2 separate regions of the Danio rerio genome follow, and region 1 is linked to region 2. The links are chromatin contacts, called in public Hi-C maps. All regions are on one chromosome and are shown on one strand. Each heading gives the region's core, a stretch centred on a gene start, on an enhancer-like site or on the middle of the called end of the contact. The rest is flanking DNA. Distances are from core to core; before and after follow the strand shown.

Evidence for each region. Hi-C and Micro-C count contacts between places; a contact is called where the count stands out from the background.
Region 1: a Hi-C map of hematopoietic stem cells shows a contact between it and region 2, with 6 times the contacts expected there. The contact joins the promoter of si:ch211-13c6.2 here to the enhancer-like site in region 2. A contact is called at or near these places in 6 of 18 Hi-C or Micro-C datasets (caudal fin, embryo, hematopoietic stem cells and 1 more) and 4 of 4 datasets of contacts at active chromatin or transcription factors (caudal fin, embryo, gastrula embryo and 1 more).

The regions. Positions count from the first base shown.
Region 1 is chr19:44,843,065-44,849,508 of GRCz12tu, reverse strand. si:ch211-13c6.2 reads right to left here and starts at 3,475. Exons shown (of 14, transcript NM_001430907.1): 1 at 3,318-3,475; 2 at 3,107-3,175; 3 at 2,921-2,989. The coding sequence starts at 3,166. It also overlaps a transcript of trioa not described here.
Region 2 is chr19:44,698,503-44,704,470 of GRCz12tu, reverse strand. trioa (trio Rho guanine nucleotide exchange factor a) reads left to right here. Exons shown (of 57, transcript NM_001104526.1): 18 at 3,845-3,994; 19 at 4,068-4,182; 20 at 5,771-5,886. Among named protein-coding and RNA genes, the nearest start is that of trioa, 88 kb to the left of the region's middle. Within about 2 kb of position 4,505, at least 3 of the 62 cell types and tissues checked have an H3K27ac peak or open chromatin away from gene starts, as enhancers often do.

The DNA of each region.
Region 1 (6,444 bases), core at 2,226-4,725, 150 kb before region 2:
CAGCTTTTGTCAAAGCTTTCTTGTGAAGGAACGTTGTATTGTTGCCCAACCAACAACCATACACAATGTCACCTGTCAAACTACAGCTCATTGTAGTGTCCATGGAGTAGTGTGACGATGCTCTGACGAGTTCTCTTGGATTTTCTCAGATACGCAGAAGTGAACAGGAGTGTCCATCTCTTCTGAAGACTGATGGTCCATGTGATTAAAACCGCTGCTAAGGCAAAGTAGTAGACCATTAAAATGGTCTATGAAGCGTATTTGGTCCTCAAAATGAAATGCGACTGGCATCTCAAAGGAATTGTAGTAAAGATGTAGACAGAAATGTCATCGATCAAACCCCAAAATGCTTCAAAAATCTAATGTTAATCTGCTTAAAAGCAGAATGGAAAGAATGGAAAAGGTAAAAATAGCTTTTGTGATTGGTAAAGGAATGCAGAAATAACCTGTATAGAAGGTTATAACCTGCGTATATAGACTCCAAGATGTTGAAAATAAACATTGGTGATCACTGGTTGATTTGTCATAAGACCTGAACTTGAAGAAGCAGAAAAGTGAATTAAACAGAATCAAAATATTGTCAAATAGACTTAATCTTACTTTATTTATAAAGCACAGTATAACAACAGTTGTTGACCATTGTGCTGTACATAAATTGTGACAAAAATTAGCATATGTTATCCAATAAATAACAGTTAAAAGGTATTTATAATAACAATTATCTACAAATAACCAATTACTTAAAGGGGATTGTTCAACCAAAACAATTGTTTGGTTGAATTATTTACTGTCACTCAACAGATTCTACAGTTTTTATGAGTCTCTTTTCTTCTGTTGAACACAAAACAAGATATTCAGAAGAATATTTGGAAAAAACAGCCATTGTAATCTGTAGTAGGAAATAGAGCTGCACGATAATGGAAAAATCTGATATTTTATATATTTTATTTTTCTGCAATAAATATTGTGATATGAATACAGTTTCACAGGATGGTTTGAATAGCACGATTTTATGTTTTATTGGGGAGTCTAACATAATTCAGGTACAGAAATTGAATAACCACAATGCACAAAATGCGTTTCTTACTTTTTCTGTCTCTTTTTTTTTAGTCCAAATATCAAAAAATTCTTAGATCAAGTAAAAATATTGTTTTGGTTTCACCGTCAAAAAAAACTAGTAAAAATTAAAGTGTTTTTCCCTTAAAACAAGCTAAATTATTTGCCATTGGGGTAAGTAAAATAATCTTGTTTTTGCTTTGAACTTTTGCTATTTGGACTAGAAACAAGACAAAAAGAAAGATTTTTTTGTTGCATAAATTATATAAATTCCAAATAAATACAGTGATTAAATACAGGGTTTCAGCAAGTTAAATTTAAGACTTTTAAAGAAATTTTTAAGACCATTATGAATTACATTTTAGACTCATAAAGGGCTAAACGCTAAGGATTTTTTTTAACGGCCAAGTTGGAAAAGATTTTTAATTTAGTTTTTTAAAAATATAATTTAATAAAACAATAATAGTAATAATTTAAAAAATATATATAGTCTAGCTAATTCTAAGCAAAAGGTTTTTAATATTGTGTCAAAAGAAGCAAGCTCTAATTGTATACATACACTTTTTTTTCAACATAACCTTTTTTTTAATTAATTATTTAAAGGTTTTGAAAACTATATTAAACTGAATGTATGCACAACAGTCTGTCCATGACAGCTTAAATACACGCAGTAAATACATGGAGAACTTAAAAAAAACTGTTATTGTAAGGAATTAATTAAACCATTATGGTAAACAGAGTTAAAAATGACATTCTTAAATACAAAGTTTTGAGATGGATTGTTGGTGTTTGGATAGGTGTTGGCCAGATTGTGTAGCTATACAGGAACAAATGAAAATTAAGACCCGCTTAAAAAAAGATTTAAGACCTTCAACACAATACTTCAGTAAATTTAAGACCTTTTAAGGCCTAAAAAAAGTTTTTGCGATTTAAGACTTTTTAAACCACGCGGATACCCTCTAAATACAAATATGTAGCTTCTAGTCAACTATTATCCAGACTCAACATTGCATATCTTTGCAATCTGACTATTGCGGATGCTCACATTGCGATGTCGACGCTAAAACGATATATTCTGCAGCCCTAGTAGGAAATAAAAATAACTACAGAAGTCAAAGCTGTTTTTTCCTCACAACATTCTTCAGTATATGTTGCTTTGTATTCAACAGAAGAAAAAAAAAACTCAAACAGGTTTAGAAAAAGTGTAAATGATGATGACAGAATTTTCATTTTTGGCTAAACTATCTCTTTAATCAAGAAATACACATCAGTAAAAGACGAGATGTCCCATTTACGTGTATGCATCAAACTGAACTTACAAAGTGTCTGATGTTTCAGATAAGTTTTATGAATATAAAAACTCCAAACTAATATGAAAACAGATATATTTTTTTGTAAAAAAAAACAACACTTAATAAACATTTTGCTAATAGGTGAGACCTTGTGTTTTGAAGGATAGTAGCAATGTAAAAAGCTTCAAAATTACAATTAATTATTAATTTTTGCAATTGTTATTATAGATTATTCTAAATATACCTTACAAGACTGTTTAGTAGTATTTAAATACACAACATTATTGTTTTGATACTTGACAAACCTCTCTCCTTTAAATCATAAATATCATTTAACTACTGGAAATTAATTATGAAATAAATAGTACTGAGAAATGCAATTTATATTTATAAAAAACAACTTTCAAATTTTACATAAATTAAAATTTTAAATATTACAGTATATTTTAATATTTAATCTACCCATTCCAGTGTTTTGATTCTTTAGAAATCTAATAAGCTGAATTAACGCTTAAATATTAGTGAGTATTATTATTTTTAAATATCCTTATTTATATTCTGTCTCTGCTTACCTTTAAGTGTTGCATTGATGTCACGTGGATTTTGTAATTGGTGTCCCCCCTTATTTTTTTCTCGCAGATCTAAGGATCAAAGATAGAAATATAAATTAGTCACACACATTTAGGCCATTGCCTTTATATTACTTTATAACAAACAGGGAGAATATGAGCATCCGAATTAAAATAAACAGGATTCACCATGCAGTCAATGAAAGAGTTGGCCTGGTCGTCGTCGTACACTGTCAGTAAATCAGTCATCTTTGCAAACTAAAAGAAAACAGATTGTTTCAATTTAGTTATGTATATATGTTGTGCATTAAACCAAACTAAACCAAAGCAATGCGCAAATGTAGCATACTTAGCATATCATGACAATCTAACGTTACGTAATAAATCATTTTCGACATACCTACTATTACGCCTGTCCGCAACGTCGAATAAGCTGTATTTTAGCGAATTAACACTTTAATGCTGCTGATATTAATATATTTTACTTGATAATGCAAAAAACGATGACAATAACAACAACAAATTGGTGAAACGTAATTTTTAGGTTAGGCCGCTCTCGTCTTCGGCTTCTTCTGTGTTAAAATTCTCTTGCTACAAAAAGGTTTGTACCACCTAGTGGTTCGGCGAAAACAAAATAAATTGAATAATATAGAAATAAGTACCGTTTAGTAGTTCACAAGCTGACGTTTGTTGGTTATGTAAAATGTTAAGTCACCATTTAATGTATATCTAGGACACAATTTATGACTGTTTTCTCTCTATTATATTTCATTTAAATAAGTATTTAACTTTCCCTGTGATGGGTTGCAGCTGGAAGGTCATCCGCTGCGAAAAACCGCTGGTAAGTTGGCGGTTCATTCCGCTGTGGCAACCCCTGATTAATAAAGGGACAAAGCCAAAAAGAAAATGAATAAATGAATGAATGAATGAATGAATGAATGAATGAATGAATATTTAACTTCTGTATGATGGTGATTGTGATTTTCCCAAGTAGAATGCAATACTGGATTAACAACTATGTTGATCCCTGAACATCAGTCTTGTGCAAAAATGTAATATAACCCCTAACTTGAAATTATTTTGAAATGAGAGGGGATTAACAGGTGGATAGCATTGATGCAGAAGCACAAACCCCTAACTGTAAGCCTAAAGTTATCCCTGAAATCTGATTGAAACGTTGTTTCATTCATTGTCAAAATAGATGTTTATCCAGGAATATGGCCTACTTTGTGAAATCACACTAGCCTGAAATGCAGAAGCATGCACTTTCCTTCAAACAGGCCACTGAGTAGAATGTCAGCCAGTGCACTCACAGTTTTACCCGCCAGATGTCAGTGTGATTCAACAATTGTGGGATAAATTACATAAATTCTACTGAAAAACAGAAGCATATCATGATCTAACTTTTCACCTGAAATATATATATATATACATCCAGTTGAAGTCAGATTTATTAGCCCCCTGTTTATTTTTTCCCCAATTTCAGTTTAATGGAGAGACTTTTTTTTAAACACATTTCTAAACATAATAGTTTTGATAACTCATTTCTAATAACTGATTTATTTAATCTCTGCCATGATGACAGTAAATAATATTTGACTAAATATGTTTTAAGATACTTCTATACAGCTTAAAGTGACATTTAAAGGTTTAATTTAAATTGGTTAACTAGGCAAGTTAGGGTAAAAAAATACAGCTTAAATGGGCTAATAATTTTGACCAATAATTTCAACTAAAAATTATTTTTTATTATTAAAAACTACTTTTATTCTAGCTGAAAAACAACAAATAAGACTTTCTCCAGAAGAAAAAATATTATCAGACATACTGTGAAAATGTCCTTGCTCTGTTAAACATCATTTGAGGGGGGGCTAATAATTCTGATTTCAACTATATATATATATATATATCCATATGATATGTATGCTGGATAAGTTGGTGGTTCACTCCGCTGTTGGGTATGGAGCATAAAACCTGCAAAAACAATAAATAAATAAATATGCAAATAAATAAATTAATAAATACACAAATTCCTGCATAAATAAAACTATACATGAATAAATACACATTAAATAAATAAATGTATATATAAATCTTCCAATGCAGTTTGTTCTAATACACCCATTTATATATCCACAAGTAAAAAGTCAGGAAGATTTCTGACAAATTGTATTATTTAAACATAATAATAATGAAAAATAATAATAAACGCATAAGCCACCTATAATTATTATGATAAAATTATATATATATATATATATATATATATATATATATATATATATATTTATATATATATATATATATATAATTAATTAATAATAATTAATATTATTATTTTATTATTTACTATATAATAAATTATAATAATGATAAATATAATAATTATTATTATTCGAGTATTAGATTTTATATATTATATTTATTATATTATATATTAGATTTTTTATATATTATATTATAATAATATATATTTGTTATTTTATTATTAGTAGTAGTATTATCTAATATATATGTAGATATGTAGATTGTATGCAATTCAATTTAAAAATAATTTAGTTAAGGTCACTAGAACAGGTAAAAAGCTGGAAAGAGTGTTATTCAGCGGTGATCTCCCGCCCCCTGCCGTCTCTCCGCTCCGCACGGGAGAACCGACCGCCGGCCGGCGCTGTTAATGTGTGTTATAACCAAGATGGAGGAGGTTTTGTGATGTTCCCCAGCAGCACTCAGAAGTGATCCTTTTCCCGTCCGTGTCAGATCAGTGCTCAGACACAGAGGCGGAGGACGCCTTTTCCAAATCCTTCTGTCTGTGGGGGAATAAAACAGCAACTTTAGATTTGGATAGTAGTTTTTTTGTGTGTTTTTTCGTCAGCCATGAGCTCGGGGGAAGGGGCCGAGGAGGCGGCTAAGGACGCGGCCGATATAGCGACATTCTTCAAATCTGGTAAGCCCGACAATTCGCCCGAAAGCTCTGATTGAATGGCGCGAGGCTCCGGGACATTGTTCGTGCACTGGGTGGGTGGGGAAGGCTGTCTAGATCATGGAAATTAGCAGTGACTACTGTTGAATATAATGCTTTAAGTGCAAGAATCCACTTCATTGTTGGTCTGATTACCTGCGTTTGGATGAAAATGTGGTTTATTACAGCATAGCTGGAGAAATTTCAGTTGGTTTTGTCGTTAGCATGTGTGAGCCACTGATGCTAGCTGGGGAAATATTTTAGCAGGAATTTTTAAAACAAAAATCACTTTAACTTATAGATTTTTAACAGTTTGCCCCGTAAGAGATAATGCTAAATATAATTGGGTCAATCGTGCAACTTATTGATGAAGAAGAGCCTGTAGCTAGAAATGTAAGGTTGGGCAGAGCTTGTGCAGGCCACGTTATGAATAAATAAGTAAAACCCACACACACACACACACACACAATTTACTTATAAAACCCTTGTGGAAATAATCCATCTTTAGCATTATTATCACAACGGTGTTAACGTTATCTTGATTTGGAGACAGCTTTAAGAAATTAGG
Region 2 (5,968 bases), core at 3,256-5,755:
AAACCAAAAGTGCTGTCTAGCGGACTATTCTGATGTGCTGGTCATCGACGTTACAAGTAATGAAATGAGTTTTATAAGAGAGGAATGATATTAATCTGATTTAACTTGTTTTCAGCATTAAATGAAATGCCTTAATGTGAACGTATGTGTTTATTCATTTATATTATTTATTTATATTAATTTTTTAAGAGTATAGGGTTATTTAAAATACACTTAATTTATAGTTATTAAGCATCTGAACATCTTTATGAATGGGCTTAATTCAGTATTCTTGTACTTCACTGTATTTAATCAATGTATAGATTATTTGGTTGAATTTGAAGTGTAAAACGGCGCCGTAACTGTTTTACGCTTCACTGGTGAACATTACTGATCTGTATGCGCCACTTTCTCTCAGATTCTCGACACATTTTCGCTATTTATTTATTATGCAAAATGAGGGTTATACTCAAAAATGTCACATACTAAATTAATTACTATTTTATCAGAAAACATAAATATAAGACTATTCACACTAGTTTAAGAGTAGGCACTAAAGGTCCACCCTAACTCTAAATATCATATAAAAACAAGTCTTGAAAATCCAAAAGCAATAAATGGAGTTAGAATGAGCCTATAATTTAAGCTATGAACACAGTATTAGTGTTTTGTATAGAAAAAAAAGGGATTGTTAAAAGGATAGTTGGACGACCAAGTGGCGCAGTAGGCGCAGTAGGTAGTGCTGTCGCCTCACAGCAGGAAGGTTGCTGGATCGCTGGTTTGAGCCTCGGCTCAGTTGGTGTTTCTGTGTGGAGTTAAGCCTGGTTTATACCTGCTCCAAGTGACCGGCGTAACCCACGACGCATGCAACGCGCGTAGCTGTGCATTTACTTCTGCGCGCTGTCTCTGTTGTTCTGCATTAACACTTCTGAAACGCTAGTTGGCAGTGAGGTGTTAATGCTCCTCTGTGTCGAGTTTCTTCGCTGCTGTTTTGCTTATCCTGAACACTTCTGGGATGTACAAGTGGCTCAAACTCGCTCATTTTGAGGCAGGAACCGGCGGACGTGCAACAACTTTAACTATGAGGTAAACACAAAACAAAACTTTCCATCCGGAGCTCCTTCACGGGACTCCACATTTGTAAACAATCGCTCCATCAGGCTCGCACCATTCACCTGGCTCTCAGTCCCGCCCAGACTCGTCAGCGCTACCAAGCCGACCAATCACAGAGCTTGCGCTACGCGTCGTTGCAACGTGTAGTTAGATTTTTTTGAGAGGTGCACGTCAGCGACGCCGACGGCCACGGCGAAGGGGTATGCGTCAGCGCCGTAGCATACGCCGGCGTTTGATGCAGAAGTATAAAGAAGCCTTTCCACCGGGTGCTCCGGTTTCCCCCACACTCCAAAGACATGCGGTACAGGTGATTTGGGTAGTGTATGAGTGTGTGTGAATGTGTGTGTGGATGTTTCCCAGAGATGGGTGGCGGCTGGAAGGGCATCCGCTGCATAAAAACTTGCTGGATAAGTTTGCGGTTCATTCCGCTTTGGTGACCCCAAATTAATAAAGGGACTAAGCCGACAAGAAAATGAAGGAAAAGGATAGTTCACCCTATTTCAGCAAGATTTCTGGTCTCCCACTTTTTGCGGACCATATATAGGACTAGAGAAACGCTTTTGAGGACCAGACCCAGCACCCATCACAACCCACCCCCTGCTTTTCCTGAACTCACAAGCTAAAGTGACACCATCACCTGATTATGTTGTCCGGTTCCGTGTGTTACTGAAGACCAACAACTGACCATCCGGCAGTTCTAACCCTAACAAAAATGAAAATTTTGAACAGAATCTGAACATTCAGTGTACATTTGGCTGTAAGCTGAATACCAAAATAATTGCATGGTTATATATTTTCACTTTTGGCCAAAAAAATGAACAATAATGCAAACAGATGTAATTGCTATCCAAGAAATCCCTAAATAAAATGGCAATCCAACATTTTTGTCAATATTTCTCACCCTTATTGTGCATTTTGCCATTGAATGCTCTTTATCATCATCCAGCCAACATTCAGTGAGATAACAGCAATTAAGAAAGCATCTGCTTATTAGAAGTATCCATATCTACAATATAACAAGCAAAATCAGTTCTAGTGTTGAAGAAAAAAAAAAATCTAGCCTCAGAGCCACCTGCCTATTATATATATATATATATATATATATATATATATATATATATATATATATATATATATATATATATATATATATAAATATAAATATATATATATATATATATATATATATATATATATATTTTTTTTTTTTTTTTTTTTTTTTTTGAATATGCAAAAATCATACAAATACAAGAAAACATCAACAGATATCAAATACAAAGCAACAAAACAAAAACAAAACAAAAACATCAACAATATAGTCAGGTACTGGTATGTGCGTGAGTGTGTGCGTGTGAGTGTGTGTATGCATGTAAAGGTAACTTGGTGGACAGGTCAGAGTACATACATAAGGAACAATAACAGTCAATAAATGAAGCAAGTGTCACAGATATAGATAAAACATATAGAAAGAAACCAGTCAGAGGTAGGGAGTAACAACAATGCTTATTAATGTATGATAGTAAATATGAGAGTAAAAAGAGAGAAAGGACAACAGTAATAACTGACAACAATAATAATAAATCACAAGTGCTACACCAACTACTACTACAGAAAGTTTCTTATATTACAACTACTACTGCTTCTACTACAGCTACAACCACGACTACTACTACTAAAGTGTCTACTAATACTGATACTACTACAACGACTACCACTACAATGTCTACTGCGACTACTACTACTACTACTACAATCACTTCTACTACATCTACATCAACAACATCTACTACTGATATTACTACCAACAACGACTACTACTACTACTGTAACTACCACACCATTACTACTTCTGCTACTACTATACCAATGACATCTACTACTACATGAACTACAACTTCTATAATCTCCGTAACAATTACTCAATAACAATCGATACTATTACAATGACTACTACTTCATCTACTACTACTACTACTACAACTACTACCGTTACAACTACAACAACTTCAACCTTACTAATGATAATGGTGTAAATACTTGTAATAATGATAATGAAAAGATAACAGGACAAGTCAGAACAGTAATAATAATAATGATAACAAAAAATAAAAGTAATACCATTTATGACAAAGATGTCGAGGAAAGGGGAGGATGGGAAATCAGGGAGAGGACAAGTAATAATAATAATAATAATAATAATAATAATAATAATAATAACAATAATAATAATAATAAATAATAATAATAGTAGTAAGTAGTAAGTAGAAGGGGAAAGAGAGGAAAAGAGAAAATAAACTAATAATAATAAACAAAAATTAATAAAATAATTAATTAATAAATAATTAATAATTAAACTGCCTATTATATTTATATACACTAGGGGTGTCCAAACTTGGTCCTGGAGGGACGGTGTCCTGCATAGTTTAGTTCCAACTTCCTTCAACACACCTCCTTGGAAGTTTCTTGTATACCTAGAAAGAGCTTGATTAGCTTGTTCAGGTGTGTTTAATTAGGGTTGGAACTAAAATATGCAGGACACCGACCCTCCAGGACCAAGTTTGAACACCCCTCATATACACAGTGTATACTTTTGCCAGAGTTAAATTTTCATAGAAGCAGTTTACTTTTGATCTCCTGATTCAATCTCCAAACAGAGTGTTTTGGTCACTAACTCATTCTTCTATTGGGCTTTAAGTATGTTAGAATCTTGAAACGGGTCTCTTGAAAGCTGACGTGTGTGTGTGTGCTGTAGGTTTGCAGTGTTCTGGAGAGTCTGGAGCAGGAGTACAAGCGTGAGGAGGACTGGTGCGGAGGAGCTGACAAACTGGGACCCAACTGTGAATCGGACCACGTCACACCCATGATCAGCAAACACCTGGAGCAGAAAGAGGCTTTCCTCAAGGTAACCCATCCAAAGCCAGAACACACACCGTCTGTTGTGACCGTGTGGGCTAATATGTCCGTCTCTGTTTCAGGCCTGCACGTTGGCCAGGCGTAATGCAGACGTCTTCCTCAAATACATGCACAGGAACAGCGTCAGCATGCCCGGGATGTTGAGTCACGTCAAAGCTCCAGAGCAGCAGGTCAAAAGTGAGTCACGGACCACAACTCTACATCTCAAGAGACACCTGACTATATATATATATAAATATACATATAAATTGGGGATAAAAAATATACAGCAGGGCTAATAATTCTGACTTCAACTCTATAATAAACACAGAGCTCCTTGAATGTCCAAGTAGTATTTAACGTCCTGTTCCTCATCTCAAAGCACAAGTCTGCATCTGCTGCCGCTTCGCATGTTCTGCTCTTATTTACCAGTCCTCTCCTCTGCTGAGAACACAGTCTGTCGTCCCCCGTGGGGCTTTCATGATGGTTCGCTCTAAAATGGCTTTGTTGCTCCATCTAGTGGCTGATCTGTGCTCTGCGTCCTCATGACTTTCAGCTCTGGCCCACTTTTGCCTGCTTTAGCCCAGTTTAGGATGTGTGCGCATTGTGGATGGGGCTCTGTTCTGTTCAGCTTGTGCCGACAATGACTCAGATATGGAAAGTGTAAATGGGTCAGGCCTCGAAAATGGCTGATAGTAGTTCTCCATTGGGATGCTATACCTTCATGCTACACACACACACACACACACACACAGATGTATGTTACATCTATGGAGGTTTTATTTAATAATCATTATAATAATGGTGATGATTGGGTTTTTGTACCATTAAAGTAATAATTAATAAATGTATAGCTTTGTAGTAATTTTTATTTTATATTTAAATAATGTTTAAAATGTCATGATCTTGTAAGATATAATTTTTTTTATTCAATTTATTATTATTATTATTATTAATGTTATTATTATCTGCCATAAAAGTATGTATAATTTATTATAAAATATTTTGTTTTCATTATTTTATTATATATATATATATATATATATATATATATATATATATATATATATATATATATATATATATATATATATATATTTATTTATATATATATATATATATATATATATATATGTATAATTATAATTATTTATAATTAAATAAAATTTAATTAATTATTTATTAATTATAAAATTTATAATTTTATTTATCTGAATAAATGAATAATTAATTAATTAAAATGAATAATTTTATTATATATTAGCATTTTTATCAGGGATTATTGTTTATTTTTATTTATTAAAAGAGATGACTAAGTAATTCGTTTCTTACATCACTGCAGATCAGGCAAAAGTCAGCAGTTAATAGTCTAAATAGTATTTAAGTCAGTATTTAATATATCTTGCCTTCAGAGCCATTAAAACTTGATAGATAGATAGATAGATAGATAGATAGATAGATAGATAGATAGATAGATAGATAGATAGATAGATAGATAGATAGATAGATAGATAGATAGATAGATAGATAGATAGATAGACGGATGGATGGATGGATGGATGGATGGATGGATGGATGGATGGATAGATAGATAGATAGATAGATAGATAGATACAGAGACATCTGATTAATTCATTAACAATCTGCATTTTTTAAGTTTTTTACTTATGTATTTTTAATAATACACAATAATTAAGATATTAATAATAAGGTATTTTCGTATGTTTGTCTAGAGTAGATCTCTGCTGACCATGGCTAAGGTTCATATCATATGTGATGTTTGTAGATATCCTGAATGAGCTGCTGCAGAGGGAGAACCGCGTGCTGCACTTCTGGACTATGAGAAAGAGGAGGCTGGACCAGTGTCAGCAATACGTGGTGTTTGAACGCAGCGCCAAACAGGTTTGACTTACTTCTTCATTCAGATTATTAAGTTTCTGCTGCACACCTCTTATTAAACGGCACAGAGACATAATTTATTTAC